Linked DNA regions of Mus musculus: region 1 is linked to region 2. A link is a contact called in public Hi-C data. All regions are on one chromosome and are shown on one strand. The core of a region is the stretch at or near the end of the contact, and the rest is flanking DNA. Distances in the headings are between cores, read along the strand shown.

Evidence for each region. Hi-C and Micro-C count contacts between places; a contact is called where the count stands out from the background.
Region 1: a contact with region 2 is called in a Hi-C map of muscle stem cells, with 2.2 times the contacts expected there. The contact joins two enhancer-like sites. A contact is called at or near these places in 1 of 15 datasets of contacts at CTCF or cohesin (the NIH/3T3 cell line), 4 of 484 Hi-C or Micro-C datasets (Sertoli cells, adipose-derived mesenchymal stem cells, muscle stem cells and 1 more), 1 of 115 datasets of contacts at active chromatin or transcription factors (fibro-adipogenic progenitors) and 2 of 9 other capture datasets (adipose tissue and pancreatic islet).

The regions. Positions count from the first base shown.
Region 1 is chr17:68,086,259-68,091,504 of GRCm38.p6, forward strand. No RefSeq gene overlaps it. Among named protein-coding and RNA genes, the nearest start is that of Arhgap28, 85 kb to the left of the region's middle. Within about 2 kb of position 2,888, at least 20 of the 459 cell types and tissues checked have an H3K27ac peak or open chromatin away from gene starts, as enhancers often do. A contact at or near this core is called in muscle stem cells, where this site is marked.
Region 2 is chr17:67,865,009-67,870,828 of GRCm38.p6, forward strand. Arhgap28 (Rho GTPase activating protein 28) reads right to left here. Exons shown (of 18, transcript NM_172964.4): 10 at 3,943-4,020. Among named protein-coding and RNA genes, the nearest start is that of Arhgap28, 140 kb to the right of the region's middle. Within about 2 kb of position 1,768, at least 63 of the 459 cell types and tissues checked have an H3K27ac peak or open chromatin away from gene starts, as enhancers often do. A contact at or near this core is called in muscle stem cells, where this site is marked.

The sequences.
Region 1 (5,246 bases), core at 1,638-4,137, 220 kb after region 2:
TAGAGCTTGCTTTTAAAAAAAACTGAAACTTTAAAACAATACTGGGTGAATTTTTAAAAAACAACAAAAATGTTCTTTTAGAAGCATCCATACTAGGTATAAATTATTCTAATAGGAAATGTTATCGGGTATTAAAATATCAACATTGCATAGATATTCTTCTCACACAAAATAGTAGGTGAAATTAACAAAGGCAGAGTTTATCCAAAAATAGACATCAAAATTCGAAGCATCCAACTGGAAGCATTAGTTGCATAATCTTCTGAATCATTTAGCTGATATGTCCTTGAATATTTCCAACTGGGATCTCAACAGATAAAGAAGTTCAGAGGAGCCTTGCTGAGGGGTGAGTGGGAAACCAAGCCCACGTCCCCTTGCTGCAGGAGCCCTTGCTTTCATCAATCTAGCTCTGGAATGGCATGGCGACCATCACCGAGTTCAGATACCTCTATTTGTAATCTGCAAAGAGATATTCTCAGCAGCTTTGTTGTTGTTTGGAAGCAGTGACAGAAATTGTTTCATTCAAGGGAAACTCGATGTTCTCTAAGCCAAGTTTGACTTCATTACTGAAGATAAATGGTATTTCCACTGGGTATGACTGTCAGCAATTCCAGCACCATCAATGCTATACCTCGCATGTCTTAGAGACTGACTACCTTTGCCAACAGACACTTTGAAGCACTTAACAGTCATGGGAGTGTGCTGGCTCATATAGACCTCAGCTTGCAGACCATATAAAGTCCTGTAATTAGTAATTTTCGATTCAGGATTGTGGGGTTTCTTCTAGAGTTCGTAATTTCCTTAAGAATGAACTCAGAAACTCAAAGAGAGTTGTATCACAGTTTGAGAGAAAAGGACCAGGATGCACAACCTGTAAATATCAGCATCTGTTGTGAGACAGAAGAAAAAGAGAGAAAGCCAGGGCTGTTTGAGTTATGCTTCAAAATAGCTGGCATGTTCAGCAATAGAGATCTGGAATGCAGCTGTGGAAGGAAGAGGGGTGGAGATTCAGAGAAAGTGGGGTTTTGTAGCCCAGAGTGTGAGGGGAACCATTTGTTTGGCCAGTGTCCAAACAATGACACAAAGAGAAGGAAATGAAAACCATATTTCGTGCCAGGCTGTGGTCTGATTAGTGGGCACCAGGGTCTTGTGTCCTAGGACTAAGGACTGCCCCCAGGGATATGTGGTTAGAAACAGAGACCCTGTGTTATGGAATAGAACTCCTGAGAGTGAGGGTGACTTAGTGGGCTGAGAAGAGGAACCCCAACCATGGAGGTTCAGAGGGAGGAACCTCTTCATAGCACCAATCTCTGGAGATAGCCTCTCCTTGTCTTGTGATATGAAGCCCAGATGACTCAAGGCTTCCAGTCTTAGTTTGTAAAATGGCAGCTCTTGAACATCGATCTTGGTGGCTTAGTCTTGAGTCCCTTCTCTCCTTCCATATTTTACTTGAAAATGACATGATATGACAAAAAAAAAAATGGGGCTTGAGGAGTCTGACATTTGAACCTTGTCTTCCTCTCATTTGGTGATGATGGTGCTCCCGTCTATGCGGAAGGGCTTGAGGAGGGCTGAGTGAGACAGACGTATCTGCTGTGTTGGCCATGTTAGAGTGTCGCTTTGGCTGGGTGTGGTGCCTGCAATCCCCACGCTCCAGAGGCTGAGGCAGCAGGATTCCATGAGCTCTAGGCCATCTTAGATAACCAAGGGCATCCATGTACCCCAAACCAAAACAAAGCATTTCTCCTGGTTTTCCTTTGAAGGGAAGATGTAAATACTTCTACCACAAAACTAGAGATGAGGTGACACCAGTGGAAATGGAGTTTTAGTGTAGTGGTGGATGAAATTGTGGAGGGCACTTCAGAGTTGTGGATAGAAGAGATACATATTTTTTAGAGGTATGTTAGCCTGAACATAACTAGACTTTGTGCCTAAACTGATCTCATATGTGTGGTAGGGAAGGCAGTCTTAGTGCAGGGACTGACATCCATGGGCACTCAGCACACAACTCCAGCCATCTTGCAACCCAATACAGAGAGATGTCGGGAGAATGAAAACCAGGGTGGATGTAGAAGACGTAGAGTGAGCTGAGCATTTCTTGTGCCTGGAAAGTGAGAGAAAAGACTGTTTTTTGTTTGTTTGTTTGTTTGTTTTAAAATTAAATCTCACACTCTTCTGTTCTCTTGCCCTGGAAGCTTACTCTACAAACAGAAAGATGTTTGGTTCCTTAGAGATTCCTGTTACTTAGATGCTAAATAATGAAATCTTTATATACCTGTCTGGAAAGAGAACCATCCTGTCCCTTGGTGGATGTATGTTTACGAACAGCAAAAACATGTTTGCTGAGCATGGCAGGAAGAGAGAGACTGCTGTGGTGGCAGACATGGCCATGGTCATACCTCCTGAGAAGAGTGGAGTGGTCTAAGTTACTCATTAGAATTTGGAGACTACCCCAGATTTAAGTAATAAAGAGTTGAGGTTCAAATTCAAACTAGTTTAATAAGATCCACATGGAAGCCAAGTCACAAAGCCAAAAGGAGATTTTAAAGATGCAAACATATATCCCAAAGCCATCTGCTAGCTTCTTGAAAGCTGCTGCTCCCAAACGCCGTAGCTGAAGTTCTGTCAGTTCAACCTTCACTTCCATTGCTCTATTTTATTCTAGAAATACTCTCTGGGCCAATGCTAACCAACAGGCTCTGTCTTCCACATAAATGGAAAACTTGAAAGAGAATTGCGAGCCATTTCCTTTATCCCCTCAGGCTAAACAAACAAGCAGATGAAGCCTAAAGTTTGCAGAAGAGTCTCTGAAGGAACCCTGGCATCCTTGTATTCGCTCATATACAGATGCAAAGTGACTGGAGTTCAGTCCCTACTCTAGCCCTTTAAGTGCCCTGGTAAGTGGCAGAGAGGAGAATCTGGCCTCTTTGCCAATGATGGCTACTTTAGCAGAGAGCCTTTGTGGGAGTCCTTTGATTGGGAATGGCTTGACTTAGGATGAATTTTGTTTTAAGATAATTATGTTCAATTTATCTTTCTTCTTTCTTCCTTGCTCCCTCCTACTTCACTAAAGGGAAAACTAATTCATTTGGACTTTTTTCTTTTTTTATGCCAGCCTCTGCCCACTTATGCAAATGGGTCTCTCTTTAGTTTTTTTTTTTTCTCCTTTTTCTAAATTTTCTCAAAGAAGCATGAAGTATATCTTGCTGAGAGGAAAAAAAGAACTTTCTTTATGAAATGGCTCCAAGAATCTGACACTTTTTGCTCCAAGTTTCGAAAGTATGTTTCAGACTCTTAGGACAATTTCCCACATCACCTCAGCCATGCCTTGGAGAGCCTGGAACATCTATCTTTGCTTGAACAGCAGATCTGAAATGTCAACTACAGTTAATTCCATCTTACGTAAAGGATTTTAACTTAATATAGAGTCTTTCAAATCCTTACATCTTCCATCGAAGACCGTGGCTCTCCTTTGGCTGGCTCTAGGTAGATAGGCATCTTTCCTTAAGCTCACCATGCCCTTATTGACCTTCAGGGAGTCTTCAACTTCTGCCTTCTGTTGCAGAAATGTGGAAGTCACTGGAACGTCTTTTGCTTGTTAACATTTTCTGCTAGTGTGTACTGATGACACATGGAAATCTAATATACTATCATCAACAGACCAAATATACTGTCACCAACAAACCAAATATGCCATCACTAATAGAGTAATAGACCACACCAAAAACCACCAACAGGCAACAGGCCAAATGTGTCATTGACCACAGACAGAATACACCATGTCAACAGACTTTTACAGTATGAGAAATATTGTGACTCAAGCTGAGGGCTTCAATTTTTAAAAGGAGCCCAAATTCCTGCATCCTTCTAGAATGACATCATTTCTTCCAACTTCTAATTAGCTCCCTTTGTCTTGACTAGCCATGGGAGGACAATCCCCATTCACACATCATGAAGGTAAAGGAATAGCAAGATTGGAAGAGGTGAGAATAAAACATGGCAGAAAACCAAATCTCCAAGAGAGAGGATGACCAGTGTGGGGGAGGGGGACATGCCAATGCTCCGTTAATTAAATGACCATTCCTTATCATGATGTTCATTTTTTGGTCTGAGGACCAAAGAGGCTGGGATAGAGACAACAGGAGGTACTAACTGAGTAATTCTACTACTCCCAGCACTTCTGAGGGAGCACACAGAAATTCCACAGGATCTGAACAGGTAACATCATTGTGGGTAGCATTGATCAGCACATTGCTTATCTTTCTCAGTAGTCTAATGGCAGTTGGAAAGGCACAGTCTCTGACCTCTGAACTCCCTGATCTGAATTCTCCACCTGAGTACTGTGTTACTTGCTTGGTGTGAAACCTCTAGGAGAGGGATGCTTAGATTAAAAAGTATCAGTTTTCATCAGAAACATGGGTGGATGAGTGTGGTGGGAAGAGACATTGTAACTTGAAGCTCAAGAAGTTTTTGTAGAGCCCCAGGCCACCTTGGGCCCCAACTCTGCAGACAGTCCCACGGTCCCCAGAGGACTCTCTACCCCCCCCCCCCCCCCAGGCACCCTAGCACACCCAGGATCATAGAATCACTGGTGAGTGGAATACAACATCTGTTCCAACAGAAGTTGGGGTGCCTGGGACCAGCTGGAGCACAGACACAGGAACCCCGCCTGACCAGTGGCTCAGGTTTCTTCTGGTCAGCACCAGCACTGGGCCATCTTGGGCCTGAACTCAGCAGACAGGCCCATGGTCCCCAGAGGAGGTACCACTTCCAGGCACTCTAACACACTCAGGATCTTAGGATCCTGGGATTCCAGAATCCCAAGATCCCAGGAGCTTGGTCACACCAGGATCTCAGGGTCTCAGAGGAAGCTTGACTGTCAAGAACTCTGACACACCCAGAATCTCAGTAAAACAGGATCCCAGAATCACAGGGTAACAAAGAAAGCTGGACTCTGAGAAGTTCTGACTCAACTGGGATTAAAGGAAGGACGGGCTTCACTCAGATATATTGAGGGCAGGGAGCACATGAGATAATCAGATGGTGGGAGGCAAGCATAAGAACATAAGCTACAGAAACCAAGGTTACTTGGCATCATCAGAACCCAACTCTCCCACCATAGCAAGCCCTGGATACACCATCACACCAGAAAAGCAAGCTATGGATCTAAAGTCACTTCTCATGATGATGATGATGGAGAACTATAAGAAGGACAAAAATAACTCCCTTAAAGAAATACAGGAGAA
Region 2 (5,820 bases), core at 518-3,017:
GCTGCTACCCTCCCTTCTGCTCCTAAGTCAGACCATGAACACATGCCTCTCCGCTCTTTCACATGTGGAATGAGAAATGCCCCAATAAAGTAACTCTGACTTCACTGCAGAGTGCAGGCATAATAATGACTTTCCTGGAACGGGTACAGCAGCTCTGCCAACACACACATACACACACACACACACACACACCTTCCACATGTTGGTGTATCCTTTGCTCCAGTGCACTAGGCAAACAGCTTGTGTTAAAGCACCAGGCCTTTCTCTGTAAGTTCCACTCACAGTCAGGTCCTACTTGAAAGAGTCTGCATTATCGGGTCATCTGTTTATCAGTGGCAACTGTTCTTTAAGCTTCTTTACTATGGTCAAACTCATTTTCTACCATGCCTTTGGACTTGAGGGTTTACCTCAAACAGCAGGCACCTGGAAGCATCAGACTGATACAGCCCTAAAGAGATAACTTAAATGAGACTTGAGTAGCCTTTCCCTTTTTACAGCCTTTGCCTCGTTCTCGTGAGACGCCTACTTTGAGTCCCGAACAGAGCCAGCCGTTTTGTTCATCTCATGCCAAACACAAGCGTTTCTACGGCTTCCAGAGGCTGCGAAACTGAAATCTGTGTCAAGCTTGCTGAGTTAGGTGCCAAGGCAGGATACTGATGGGTATGCGGCCAGCCTGGGTTCAAATGATGAGTTTATGTCTCAAAAAAGCCAACCAATCAACCCATCAACCAACCAACCAACCCATCAACCAACCAATCAACCCATCAATCAACTAACCCAGCAACGACCAACCAATCCACCAACCCACCAACCAACCAATCCACCAATTACCCAACCCGCCAATCTATCAGTCACTAGAAACCTCTTTTTTTGTTTACCACTAAGGAGAACACAGGCAGAGTCAAAGTCGTGTCCTTAAGTCTCTTTGGAGCACAGAGAAGGCTACATCAGTTTCTGAAGCATCTTCACAAAATAAATAAATAAATAAATAAAAGCAAAGCCCCAGCCTGAAGCTACCAGCTCGGGAGAGAGACCAAACACACAGGGTGGCATAACTCCAAAGCACCTACAGCTAACCTCAGAACAACAGGCAGCAGAGGCAAGGAGAGCTTACACGTCAAACAGTCTGCCTTCTTCCATAAAACACGTTCCCAGCGTTTGGCTCAGATTTCTGCGATGTTTTGAAAAGAACATCACTGAGCATTCCAAAGCATCAAACTGGTTCCAAATGATCTGTGGGCCTCAGACTTGGAAGCTGGCTTTGCAGCTCGTTTGGCTCTAGGTGAGCAGCTTCCTCTCAGGCCTGAGTCCCTGTCAGGCCCACTGATCATCTAGAACGCAAAGCCGGACCACTCAATATCAGCACCCCACCCCCACCCCCCACACAATGGCTGCTGTCATTTACTTGGCTCGAATCAAGAGTAATTATAATGGCTTTTGAAAACTGCCTTTCCCCAAGCACGTTGTCAGAAATGTACTTCGGGGATAAGGAAAACACAGCAGAAAACTTAACCAGCACAGGTACTGAAGGTTTGAATAAAGGGGACGTGAAGGCCTAGGCAACGTATCCAGGGCCACTGTCTCTCTAGCCACAGCGTTTTCCCAGTATCTGCTCACTGGCTCAGATTTCTTCCATGCTTGCTTGCCTGAAACCAGAGCTAGGAAAACATCTGGATTGCATTTGTGGACTAACAAGCGGCAGAATAAACCGGCTGACACAACGTCAAAAACAGTAAGGGAAAATAGACCTTGCCCTAAATTCGGGGTGGGTACTCATGCGTCAGTGAACACACTGAAGGGTGATCAGCCTTCGGTAAGCAGGTTTCACACAAAGAAAGGGTTGTCGAAGAAACGTAACTCCCACTCTAACATCATACGCGGGGCACGTAAGAAACTTTTCTCTTCACAGTGGATCTGCACAGAGAGGGGCTTAGAGGCGTGGAGTTTGATTCTGGTGGCGAAGCCTGGCTCTTTGGCTCTCTTTCTAGTCTCTGACTCAGCTGATAACTTAGACAACCAAAGCAGTCCACACTTTATCCTCATTACTGCGTGTTCTCCCCAGAGGCGTGCCTATGAACGGAACACGATAAATCAAAACAAGCTCACTTCAGGAGCCTTCCAAATGAAACTGTGTTAGTATTTAACCAGCTCCTTGCTGAATGGAGTCCTAATTTCCAACCTGCCCATCTTCAGACATCCCTACAAATGAGAACTTGCCACATTCATTTACAAAGAGGCTCAGGTGGCCGATTCTGTCGGCTGGTCAGGCCCAGCACCTATGCTAGCCGGTGACTGATCAGGTAGATGGCTCCAGGCTTGCACCATTCTGCCCAGTGCAGGGCTCCCCTGTTGGGAGGAAGTGACAAGCTTGTACCATAGCCCAGGTCCTACCAGCTCTCTTTCACTACCAACCAGTCCATTGTTGCTTTGGAGGAGCCAATAGACACAGCCTACTTAATTTCTTTTCACTCAAGAAATATGCTGCAGGCTGGCTGGGCATGGTGGCGCACGCCTTTAATCCCAGCACTTGGGAGGCAGAGGCAGGCGGATTTCCGAGTTCGAGGCCAGCCTGGTCTACAGAGTGAGTTCCAGGACAGCCAGGGCTATACAGACAAACCCTGTCTCGAAAAACCAAACCAAACTAAACAAAACAAAAAAACAAAACAAACAAACAAAAAAAAAAACAAAAAAAAAAAAAGAAAGAAAAAGGAAAAGAAATATGCTACCATATTTCAACATTTCTACCTTGACCCTTCTCATAGGTATAGATTCCCTCAAGTATAAGTGAATTAATGAAGGGATTCCTCTCCACCCCTGTGCCTTTTCTTTCATTGGCTTATCACAATCATTTCTTCACCACCACTTGCACATTCTTTTCAAGGCCCATCATTGGGTGTCCACAGACTGGGGTGACCAAAACGTAGGCATGTGTGTGCCCAAAAGGAAGCACAATGAAAGCTTTTACTAGAAAAGGTTCGCCCCTCCAGGACTCCTCACTGCTCTGTAGAGCTTGCCTGTGTGGGTATAAGAAGGCAGAGCAAAGGAATTCACACTGCTGCGCTGCGGTTTTATGTAGATGCTGGCATTACCATACATGGAACTGGGGTTTCAGAGCTGCTGCTGAGTGAGTACTCCAGTGGTTAGGAGCACTGCTACAAATTCTTAGATGAAATCTGACCAAAGAAGAAGCTAAGAATGGGTCTCAGCTGTGAGCAATTAGCAATGGAAGTAAAAGCTCAAAGACTCCTAAAGGCCAAAAAAAAAAAAAAAAAAAAAAAAAGTTGATCCCCTAAACAGGTCCGGGTGTTTCAAACTCCAATCTGAAGACAAGCAACAGTTTTAATGGCAATGTTTCACTCTTCTAGCTTCTAAGAATCGCAGCATGGAAGAGACATACAACCGAAGTACTTAAGAGTATTATGGCAAGCCAAGCCATACTATCAAAGGGACAACGGCGGTCACAGAGACGAGATTTCTGATGCTCACTGGAACTGGGTCATGGTGGCTTAAGAATGTCCCCCATAGGCTCATATATTTGACCGCTTTAGTCATTAGGAAGTGGCACTATTAGAGAAAGGTTAGGAGGTGTGGCCTCGGGAAGTAGCTGTGGTCTTGGTAGAGGAAGTGCGTCATGGTGGGGGGTTGGCTTTGAGTTTTCTAAAGCCCATGCTAGGCCCATTTTTTTCTTCTCTCTGCCTTCTGATCATGATGAAGCTCTTAGCAACTGCTGCAGCATCCTGAGTGCCACCACGCTCCCATGCTCTTGCCATGTTCCCACCCCAGCCCCCGCGCCACGATGACAATGGACTCACTCTCTGAAACTGTAAGCAAGCCCCCCAACCAAATACTTTATTTTATAAGTGTTTCTCGGGTCCTGAGCGACTGAACGCTGACCAAGGCTAGCTCACGTCTTTATCTGGGAAGAGAGATATCACTGAGTACCTTGACTTTGGCAGTACATCCCGAGAGTCGAAAAATTCCTTCCGATTCCAGACCTGATTCCTCGACTTTCTGAAAAAACTAGAAATTGACAATAAATTACATAAATTAAATACCTCTGTAGGATGACAAACATTCTAATAATAATAGTAATAATAATAATAAGAAGAAGAAGAAGAAGAAGAAGAAGAAGAAATAATTCTAAATAATCTATGAACCTGATACACGGATGATTTCTGAAATACTAATAACTGGCCCAAAAAAGTCAATACTGCCTTTGATTTGCCAGCGAGTAAATTCTCCATTTAGATCATCTATGCTGTAACTTCCCAACATCAACTCCTACCCATGGACTCTGTTGGGTATGTTGTCTTATCTACTGTGCTATGTTTCCAAATTGTATCTTTCAAATATGATAATCATTTCTCTTATGTTGACCAACCAATGCTCAATCACACCATGTGTCTACAGCCACACTACCCTGCATGAACGTAATGTCATCTAAATCTACCCTCATTGGTTACAAAGGACCTAAGAACTTAAAAGAATTCTAGAATATTAACTAAGGACTTAGACATGTAAGAATTAACCTCTCTCTTAAATACTCATGGTAGTGGTGGCGATGATGGTGATGGTGTTGATGGCGGTGAGGACATGATGGTGGTGGCAGTGTTGATGACCTTCAGCCACTGCTCTCTCAACCCTGCCTGTACTACTCTCCCCCCTGCTGAGGGAGGCTGAGGACCCAGCTGGGTTTTGCACCTATGTCATCTAAGCTTGTGCTGAATTGCCTTGGGTTAAAGGTTGATTTTTGCAAAATCCATCCTTGACATTTAGGACAAAGTACGTCATTCGTGCTTTAACTTCCGAGCAGGAAGGGCAGCACGGGGACAAGGACTCTCGACTGCGCACGCTCCCACAAGGGCTCCGGGAGCTTGGCACATGCGCTCAAGGACTCTGGGCTGCGCATGTGCTCACAAGGACTTATGGACTGGGCATGCGCTGTGTACCTTTTACGTTGGCTCATCCTCCTCTGCCCCAGTTGCCGTGTTTGCAAAGTGATAAAAAAACAAAACAAAACAAAAAAAAAAAAAAAAAACTGCCCCTTGGGCCTCTCCATGCTAACGACACAGGATATGACGTCATTGGTACAGCCCTTCCCATGGGGAGACTCCCTACAGACAGCCCCTCTGCACAGAAAGGATGCCAGCATCTCTGTCACTGCACCCTCCCTGCTCCTTCAGTGGTCAATTGATCACCAGACTTGAGGAAGCAGCTCTGGTTGAGGTGCCAGGAGCCACTTAGAAGAGGAGAAGAGGGCGGATGCAGAACTGTTAGTGTGGGTAAAAGCAAGTCTGTTTCCCCAGCCAGGGTTTATGTATCATTTACAAACCATTTAAAATCCAGGGAGGGCTAGGATAAAGGCCTGCGGTGTTAAGTGTGCCACCAGGCGTCGCTGTTGCGCGTAAGTGAGGACTTAGGTAAGCCGATTCAGTTGTTACCCATATTTGAAAGTTGTGGGACATTGAGAGACCACTCAGTGGTTATGAACAGACCCTGATCAAGCAGAGGGCCCGAGTTCAATTGGCAGAGTCCTCACAGGGAGTCTTGCCACAGCCTGTGCTTCAGTACCAGGGGATCTGACATCATCTTCTCATTCCCTCAGGGGCTTACATGTATGTGTGCATGCACACACAGAGACACGGACGCATAATGAAAAAGAAACCTAGATCTTTAAAAAAGTAAAGCAATTCTTTAGCAATCATAGAGAGCTCTAGATACAGCAGTTGAGATATTAAAAAAAATCCTTTGGGAGAAGGAGTGGGGTGAAGGATTGTTGGTGGGGGTGGCTGTGAGGGGGGGCAGTGACCAGGATGTAAA